Regions from separate parts of the Mus musculus genome. Here region 1 is linked to region 2. Evidence: chromatin contacts called from public Hi-C data. All regions are on one chromosome and are shown on one strand. Each heading gives the region's core, a stretch centred on a gene start, on an enhancer-like site or on the middle of the called end of the contact. The rest is flanking DNA. Distances are from core to core; before and after follow the strand shown. Region 1 holds the start of Fbxl3 (F-box and leucine-rich repeat protein 3). Region 2 holds the start of Pibf1 (progesterone immunomodulatory binding factor 1).

Evidence for each region. A called contact is a pair of places that touch in the nucleus more often than the background predicts.
Region 1: a Hi-C map of CD8 T cells shows a contact between it and region 2, with 5 times the contacts expected there. The contact joins the promoter of Fbxl3 here to the promoter of Pibf1 in region 2. A contact is called at or near these places in 1 of 39 promoter capture datasets (frontonasal cranial neural crest) and 1 of 484 Hi-C or Micro-C datasets (CD8 T cells).

What each region holds. Positions count from the first base shown.
Region 1 is chr14:103,097,572-103,101,191 of GRCm38.p6, forward strand. It overlaps Fbxl3 (F-box and leucine-rich repeat protein 3), which reads right to left and starts at 1,961. Exons shown (of 5, transcript NM_015822.3): 1 at 1,591-1,961.
Region 2 is chr14:99,096,698-99,100,819 of GRCm38.p6, forward strand. Pibf1 (progesterone immunomodulatory binding factor 1) reads left to right here and starts at 2,727. Exons shown (of 18, transcript NM_029320.3): 1 at 2,727-3,432. Dis3 (DIS3 homolog, exosome endoribonuclease and 3'-5' exoribonuclease) reads right to left here and starts at 3,073. Exons shown (of 21, transcript NM_028315.2): 1 at 2,749-3,073; 2 at 1,986-2,143; 3 at 888-1,081; 4 at 60-133. The coding sequence starts at 2,976.

The DNA.
Region 1 (3,620 bases), core at 711-3,210, 4.0 Mb after region 2:
AATCAGAGATCCACTGCTTCTGCCTTCCAACACAGTCCCATCTAAATAAAGGGTATTTCAATCCCCCTTTAAGTTGGGAAGGCAATGTAAAGTCACCAACGCTAAGGAAGATCAAGTACACGGTTACACTTGATCTAAATATAAACTGAACACATGGATCATCAAAGTATATATTAGTACTTATTACTTTATGAATAGCTAAGAAAGTCTATGGACTATCATAAGCATTATGAAATTAATGTCACTCTTAATGGAAAACTAATGGACCAAAGGTTAAAATGTGCTATGTACTATTAGGTGTAAAATTAACTAGTGAATAAATAGCTAATAACATTTTAAATATTGCTTTTCCTTGTTGGCCTTTTTAATTCGAAATTTCCAATGCTTTTATTTTAACTATCTGCACATGAAGCTCTGCTGCATAAAGAACAATTCGGTGCATTCACTAGTACACAACTAGTTTAGAGTAATGGGTTTTATACTGCTTCTAGTGGAAGTCAAAGTGCCCTTTATAGCTGAACAGGAAGAGTGTGGTGTATAAAACAGGACACTAAATATCAATGCGATTTCCTAAGCACAGAAAACTGGGCTCCAGCAGTTTTGATTTATTGCAGTGTTTCAAGAACCCAGAGAAAGTATGGTGGCAACAACTTTAGCTAGTGTTTACATCAAGTGTCCAAGATGCAACTAATGAGGGACACCCAGTAACTTGAGCATCACCAAGAATTAGTGAGCTAATCAAACATTTCCTTAAACTGAAACCAAGAGCCAAACTTCCCTTACTGTCTTTAAACATTTACATATTCTGGACATGCAAAAAATATTTTTTAAAAAATTTGTACTTTAGGTTTAAAAGTCCCGTTCTGGCATTACATTTGCATATGCCCTTTTGTTTTGTTTTTCATAGAAGGAAACCTAACACACATTCTTTGGCTGAAATACAAGAATGGAACAATACGAAAAAGATTAACTCTCAGAATGGTGAGAGCACAGTGGATATAGATGAACTGGGACTGGACACACAGACAAGACACAACCGGGAGCCGGCACACAGGTAACACGGGGCGGGTTACAGACATTTTAACATCTACAGGGACATTTTTTTTTTAAATTCGCCTTTTGGTGTAAGCAAAAGATACAAACATCTGGGCAAGTGGGATAGGCACCATTACCAACAAAACCGCCGCCCGCTCTCACCTCGCACGCGGCTCGGCGATGCCCTGCCCGGGCGGCTTCCGGGTGGTGGTCTGCAGCACGCGACCCGGGCGGCTGCCCCTAAGTTCACCAAGTTTTCCACCGTGCGCCTCCCCGGCCCGGCTTCCGCACACACTGACCGCCCAGGCCCCCGGGCTTTCCAGCCGCCTGCACCCGCGCCGCCCAGGGCGAGCCCGGAGGAGCCCGTCCTCCTCGCTGCCCCGCCACGCGCGGCCACCGAGCGCGCGCCGCGCCGGCCACGCCTTGTTGACAGACACCGAGGCCCGGGCGCGGCGGGGCGGGGCGTTGTTCCCGTCGCGCCCCGCGCGCGCCCCCGGCCGCCGCCGCCGACCTCCCCGCCCGACTCCGGGCTGCGGCCCCGAACCTCCGCCGTACCTGCTGCCGGGGGCGGCTTCCCCCACACAGCACCCCGGGCCGCGCGGACGACGGCGGCAGCGGCGGCGGCGGCTCCCGCGCCTCTCACATGAGGCCTCCCGGGGCCCCGTCTCCGAGCTCCCGCCGTCGCGGCCCCCCGCGCTCCGCCCGCATCCGAGACGCTGGTCCCGCGGCGGGCGCCGACGCGGCTCCACCTTTGCGGCTCCGGCTGCCCCGGTGTGTGGGGAGGAGAGCGTCGCGTCCCTTCTCTGTCCCGCGCGGTCTGTGTCCTTCGCCCCGGCACCTCCTCGTCGCCCGCCCGAGACGCCCTAGGCGAGCAGCGATCGACAGCAGCGAGCCCGAAGCTTCGGCCCAGTTAGGGAATCCAAAATGGCGCCCGCAGTTCGCGGCCGCGCGCTTGCCCCTGCGCGTCCCCGCCCGAGGGGGCGGGCGCGCGGCCGAAGGGGCTGGCCGGGCGCGCGCACCGAGGCGGCTCCAGCCTCCCGGGCTGTCCCTGGCCAAGTTTGTTTAGGGGCGGAATGTGGGCGGGTTGGTGTTCGCCAGACGTGGCTGGCCTTTCCCAGGGTTAAAACCGGAAAGTTTAGGGCGGGGGAGCCGACGCCAAAGGCGGAGGGAGTGTCTGCAGGGCGGGACGCACCCCTACCGGACGTAAACATCACCTGACAGCGACCCACCTCCGCGAGGAGGGCGCGGCCAAGGGAGCCTCTGAGGTTGCTGTCTGTACCTAGAAAAAGAATAAATAAATCAACGTGGTGGACGTTGCGATCACTACGGGTTTCTTAAGACAATATTTGCATTTCCATTTTTCCAAGGCTTTTTTTTAATGAGTCATAACTTTTTCAAAATCACATTTACTTATGAAACAGAACCCCCAAGTCTGAGATTTCTTTTCAGAAACACGTAAAGTGTGAAGAAGCAGATGGCTAATTAAAAAAAGACAACCCCCACTCCTCGCTCCCGGGTGGTGGAGCGTTTTGTAAGTCAAGGAGTCTTTTAAATGCTATCAAATATTTGACTTTTTTTTTTTTAAGTTTGGACTTGGAGATACTGAGTTTTTCCTAAAATAAGAAAAGTCCCCAGAAAATCTTAAGGTTAGCTGTATACCATGCCTTCTGCTTTTTCTGTGTTATTTCTCCAAAGTAAAGATCTCTTCTCTCTCTTTCGTTTCCTACCCTCCTCAGTTTTCTTTATACTGATTTTCATTTTGTAGATCAGGCTGGCTTGGAACTCTGAGATCCACCAACCTCAGCCTGCTCAATGCTGAGATTGAAGAAATGTGCCACCACACGGAACAAAAACATGCTGAACTTTAAAATGCTTTTATGTACTTGTTTTTAATTTACTATTAATTTTATAAGCTTTTCGTTTTGTTGTAGGTGTGAGTGTGCGCGTGTGCGCGCGGCGCGCGCATTTGAGTGCAGTGCCCGTGGTGTCTGGAGTGGATGTTGGATTCCTTGGAGCTGGAGTTATTTACAGGCAGATGTGAGCCACTCATCCTGAGCGCTGGGAACTGAACTCAGATCAGCTGGAAGAACAGCAAGCACTCTTAACTGCTAAGCTGTCTCTCTAGCCCAGAGTAAATTATTATATTTTTTAAAAGATGAAGTCATGAGAACAGGTTCTGTCACACACTTAAGACCGTCACCATATAATGTACATTTAAACAAACTAGAAGAAAGGAGTTTTAATCTTTTTAACCAGAAAAAAATATGTCTGAGGAGTTAGAATGACTAACCCGATTTAAACATTAGACGTTGTGTATATGAACTGAAGGGGCTGGAGCACTGCTCTGCAGTTAAGAGCGCTTGGTGATTTTGTAGAGAATTCCAGCTCCCACGTGGTTCACAGCCATTCATAACTCCAGTCCCCGGAGATCTGATTGGTCCTTGAAAGTGGAGCACAGACATACGTGCAGGCAAACACTGATACACACAAAATATTAAACATTTAAACTGAATACACTAATCAGAATATCACACATTATACCTTAGGAGGTGTAATCTTCTGTATTAATGATTTTAAAATGTCAA
Region 2 (4,122 bases), core at 1,477-3,976:
ACCCACAATGGCTAACTTTATATTTTCATCTTTTCAAAACAAATCATGCTGAAACATACCATTTCATCGGACAAGTAAGCAAGACGGTCTATAAGTTCAGGGTTAGCAGTCAGGCTCTTTACGTATTCTTCACCTGAAAAATAAGTTACTATTTTTAAATTCAAGTACCTAGGCACTGTATTGAGGCGTGAGGAAACATGGATGGTTGTCTTTTGACAGGACACCTGCCATTTTTTTTTAAAAGATTTATTTATTATATTTAAGTACACTGTAGCTGTCTTCAGATGCACCAGAAGAGGGCTTCAGATCTCATTACGGATGGTTGTGTGCCACCATGTGGGTGCTGGGATTTGAACTCAGGACCTTCTGAAGAGCAGTCGGTGCTCTTAACCACTGAGCCATCTCTCCAGCCCGTCACCTGCCATTATGAATAAATGGAACAAGACCCATGCCAACTGTGATCCTGACTGAAACAGAGCAATGGGTCTAGCACATGCACATCTTTTACTATGTCAACTGCAAAGAATGAGGAGAAACCTAACAGCCACAATCTACAACTTGCTTCCTTAGCTCACTGAGAAGTTTAAAACGTAAGAGGACTGATGGCTCGGCAGCTAGACACACTTGCTGCTTTACAGAGGGTCTGCTTCCTGTTCCCAGCACCCTCCTGGTAGTTCACCCCTACCCCTTAGCCCAGGGTTTCCAATGCCTACTTCTTACATAAGGGAAGTCACCCACATTAAAAATTGAAAACTATTGTTTCAAATGTAAAAAGGCCACATGAGATCACCCAGGACAACGCAGCTGGGTCATGTGACCGCGCAGCCTGATCCTAATGTTTCTGTACAGCGGGACACAGGCTTGGAAGCACCCACACTCAGACCTACACGTGAAGGCTGGTATCCCCTCTTGCACAGCTTTCTCTTTGTTCTTCCTGTCATTGGTTATCAGGATAACTTGCAGCTGACTGTCTGCTGCCACCCTCTTCAGGTGCTCGTTGTACCACTTCGCTGCGACTCGGATGGCTCTGTCATTCCTGTCATTGGCATTCTCTCCCTGCTCTTGCTCGATGTAGGTTTCTCTAAATGTAAAAGCGACAGGAAACACAAAACAAAAGCTAGCCAGTGGGGTCAAAACTTCTGGGACATAAATGTTCCACAGCCACTGGAGTTTAAGGAGGCACAATGAATGAGCAGCCCACAGGTGGACACACTGACTATCTATCTATCTGTCTGTCTTGTCTGTCTCTCTCCCCCACCCCCTCCTCCTCCTCTCTAGGAGTGTGTATGTTTGTGTGTCTGTGTGTGTGTGTGTGTGTGTGTGTATGTGTGTGTGTGTGTGCATTTAGTTCCTGCGGAACTTAGTTCCAAGTTCCATGTTCCTGAACATTCCGGTTCAGGAAACTTGGAACTGACAGGAGAGTGCTATTTGCACATACTTGGCATAAGCAGGTTGCAAAGCACCTACGATGCATAAGAAAATTTCATACAACAAAATACTCAGTTCAAAATGTTAATAATGTCAAAGCTGAGAAAGTGACTTTAAGCATCATAGATACATATTATCTACTGTTTAATATAACAGGCAGCTCATTATGTTTAGAAATTTAATTTCAATAAATCAGATGTAAGATAAAGCTTATTAATCACAAACTCCCACATTTTTCTCCTATATATTTGTCACTCACATAATATGGGATTACAGGAGTGTAGATGGTTCTTATCGCCAAAGAATCAACCATTCAACTCAATAGACAACTTAAAGGGAGCATTTCAGAAGTAAAAGGACGACTTTAGCGGCTAGATCCTGGTTTAGGGTGTGACCTCACTAACACTGCGACCTTAGATGAGCCTATGTAGGTAGCACTGTCTTCCACACAACCAGGTAACCACCAAGCAGCACAGGAAGCTACAGCCTGTGTTTGATAAATTCCTTTCCAAGAAGTCTGTTAAATTTAGGTAGCCCTGTGGTTTTGTGATACTTACTTATGGTGCTCATTAGTGAAGGTATAGAAATGCTTTTCCTGGTTATTGGTCACATCCCTGATTCGCTTGTAGATGGGGGCGCTCCGGTTTCTCACTTCTTGCATCACTGTTTGTAGCACAATGACATTTCTGATGGCCGGGTGTTCGAGGACATCAATCTTAAAAAACCAAAGCCAAATGTTAACTCCCCCGTTTTCAGTTCTACCTTGAACTCTCTGCCCAGCCTGAATTCTTGTGACAGTTTAAAACACTGACTCTCCGTTAGGCCAAAGTGGTACTTGGCTGCAGAAAAAACTTGACAAAGTCACTAAGGGGGGACCCTGTAGGCCTGAGACGATGACAAGCACCCATAATCGGACCACAGAGTTTGCAATACCAGAGCTATTAATAAGTAAATTATGCTGGCCCACACAATTTTTTGTTCGTAGGCACTTACAAGCTGCCTGGGGGTCGCAATCTGGAGGCCACAGAAGCCCAGGTCCCCGGCTTCCAGGCACTTATAATCTAAAGTAGAAGAGACACCAGGGGTTAGAAAATGTAACGTGTCTAAAAATAAGACTCCAAGAACCGAAAAAAAATATATATATATAAATAAATAAAGTGACATCAGGGAACGGTACCTCAGCCTGGATGGCAGGATGCGAGCGAGGGTAGCCACGGTACTTGCCTCTCTCCATCCAACATCCCAAGACCCGCCTCCCCGGTCCCCAGCGTCCCTGTCTGCCACGCCCCCTCGTCACCACGCGGCCCCGCGTCCACGCACCTGGTGCAGCAGCACATTGGTGTCCGGCAGAAGGTAGTGCGGCCACGGGCAGAGGCTGCTCGCCTGGTCCCGGGGCTGCAGCTCCAGGGCCGGGCCCGCGTGCGCCCCGCCGCAGGCCGAGCAAGCCGGCGCGCCGCAGCCGATGTCATCCCGCAGGTAGTGCTCGCGCACGATCTTCACCACGCCGCCCGCGCGGGTCTTCTTCAAGAACGTCTTGGACCTGAGCATCTCGCCTCGCGGCGTGGGATCCCGGCCGTCAGCTAAGAAACCGAGGCGCGGCCACGCGCATTCCCGCTTTTGCCCGCTGGCTGGTGAGGTCACTCTCGCGAGAAAACACGAAGGCGCGTTCGTTCCCCGACGGTCGCGGTGATTGGGCGAGTGTTGGTTGTTTCCTCCCGCCGGTGGGCGGGGCTTTCCTCTGGACTACAGCTCCCAGCCTGCACCGCTTCCGACTGGCTTCCGGGAAGGAGTGAGCTTGGGTACCTGCGCACCCCAGGTTCTTCCGACTTCTTCTGGGGCACGGCGTGTGGTTGTCTTGGTGACCGATCCTAACGGTCCGGTAGCCCCGAGATACCTGTTGAGGGGTGGCAGCCTGAGCTGCTGACTGAAGACGCCATTGGTTCTTCCAAGAGTCCGGGTGAAGCTGGTGTTATCCTTATATGCGGAGTTACTGACCATTGAGAGGTAGCTTCCAGGAATCCTTTTCCCTTTCTTTCTCACGCGGCGCAGAGATGCTAAAATGTAGGAAGTTTAGAATGTACGGATTTCTTAATCAAAGAGGGAGAAGCCGGTCCCTGGTCCTTGGTAACTCACGCAAGGATTTGTTTTCTTATTTTACTTTTTTTCCCCCCCAATCCTTTCCCTTTAAAAAGGAAAGAGGCGGATTGTACTGAAGCTCTTCCTGTTCCCCCCCACCACACAGACCTCCTTCTTTAGCGTTCCTCTTAGAGAAACTGAAATAGCTAGTTCTATAACTATTTTACTAAATCGTGTCGTATTTAAACAAGGGAGTTACAAAAAGCCTTGTGAAGGCTAAAATGTGCTATTCAGAATATTCGAGTTTGTACCCTTCTAACCTCTTTAGGTTTTTCAAGTTATTTAAAAATGCTTTTGTCGCACTCTGAGCCTGTTTTCAAATTTTTCGGTGATGCCTTAACTGTAAAACTAAACCTGGCATGTAAGTCTTGCTTTATAAACCCTCCACCGACATACCAACATTTTTCTCTCTGTGTCCAGATTTCAATACTACTTCTGTGAGGACCTTCAGTGACAAAAATCAACCTCTCCTTGAGTTTGAAACTTAGTATTATAGGGCTATCCTTTCTATTTTACATGACTTTATTTATCTGTTACCTTCAAGTAAGATTCTTGCCC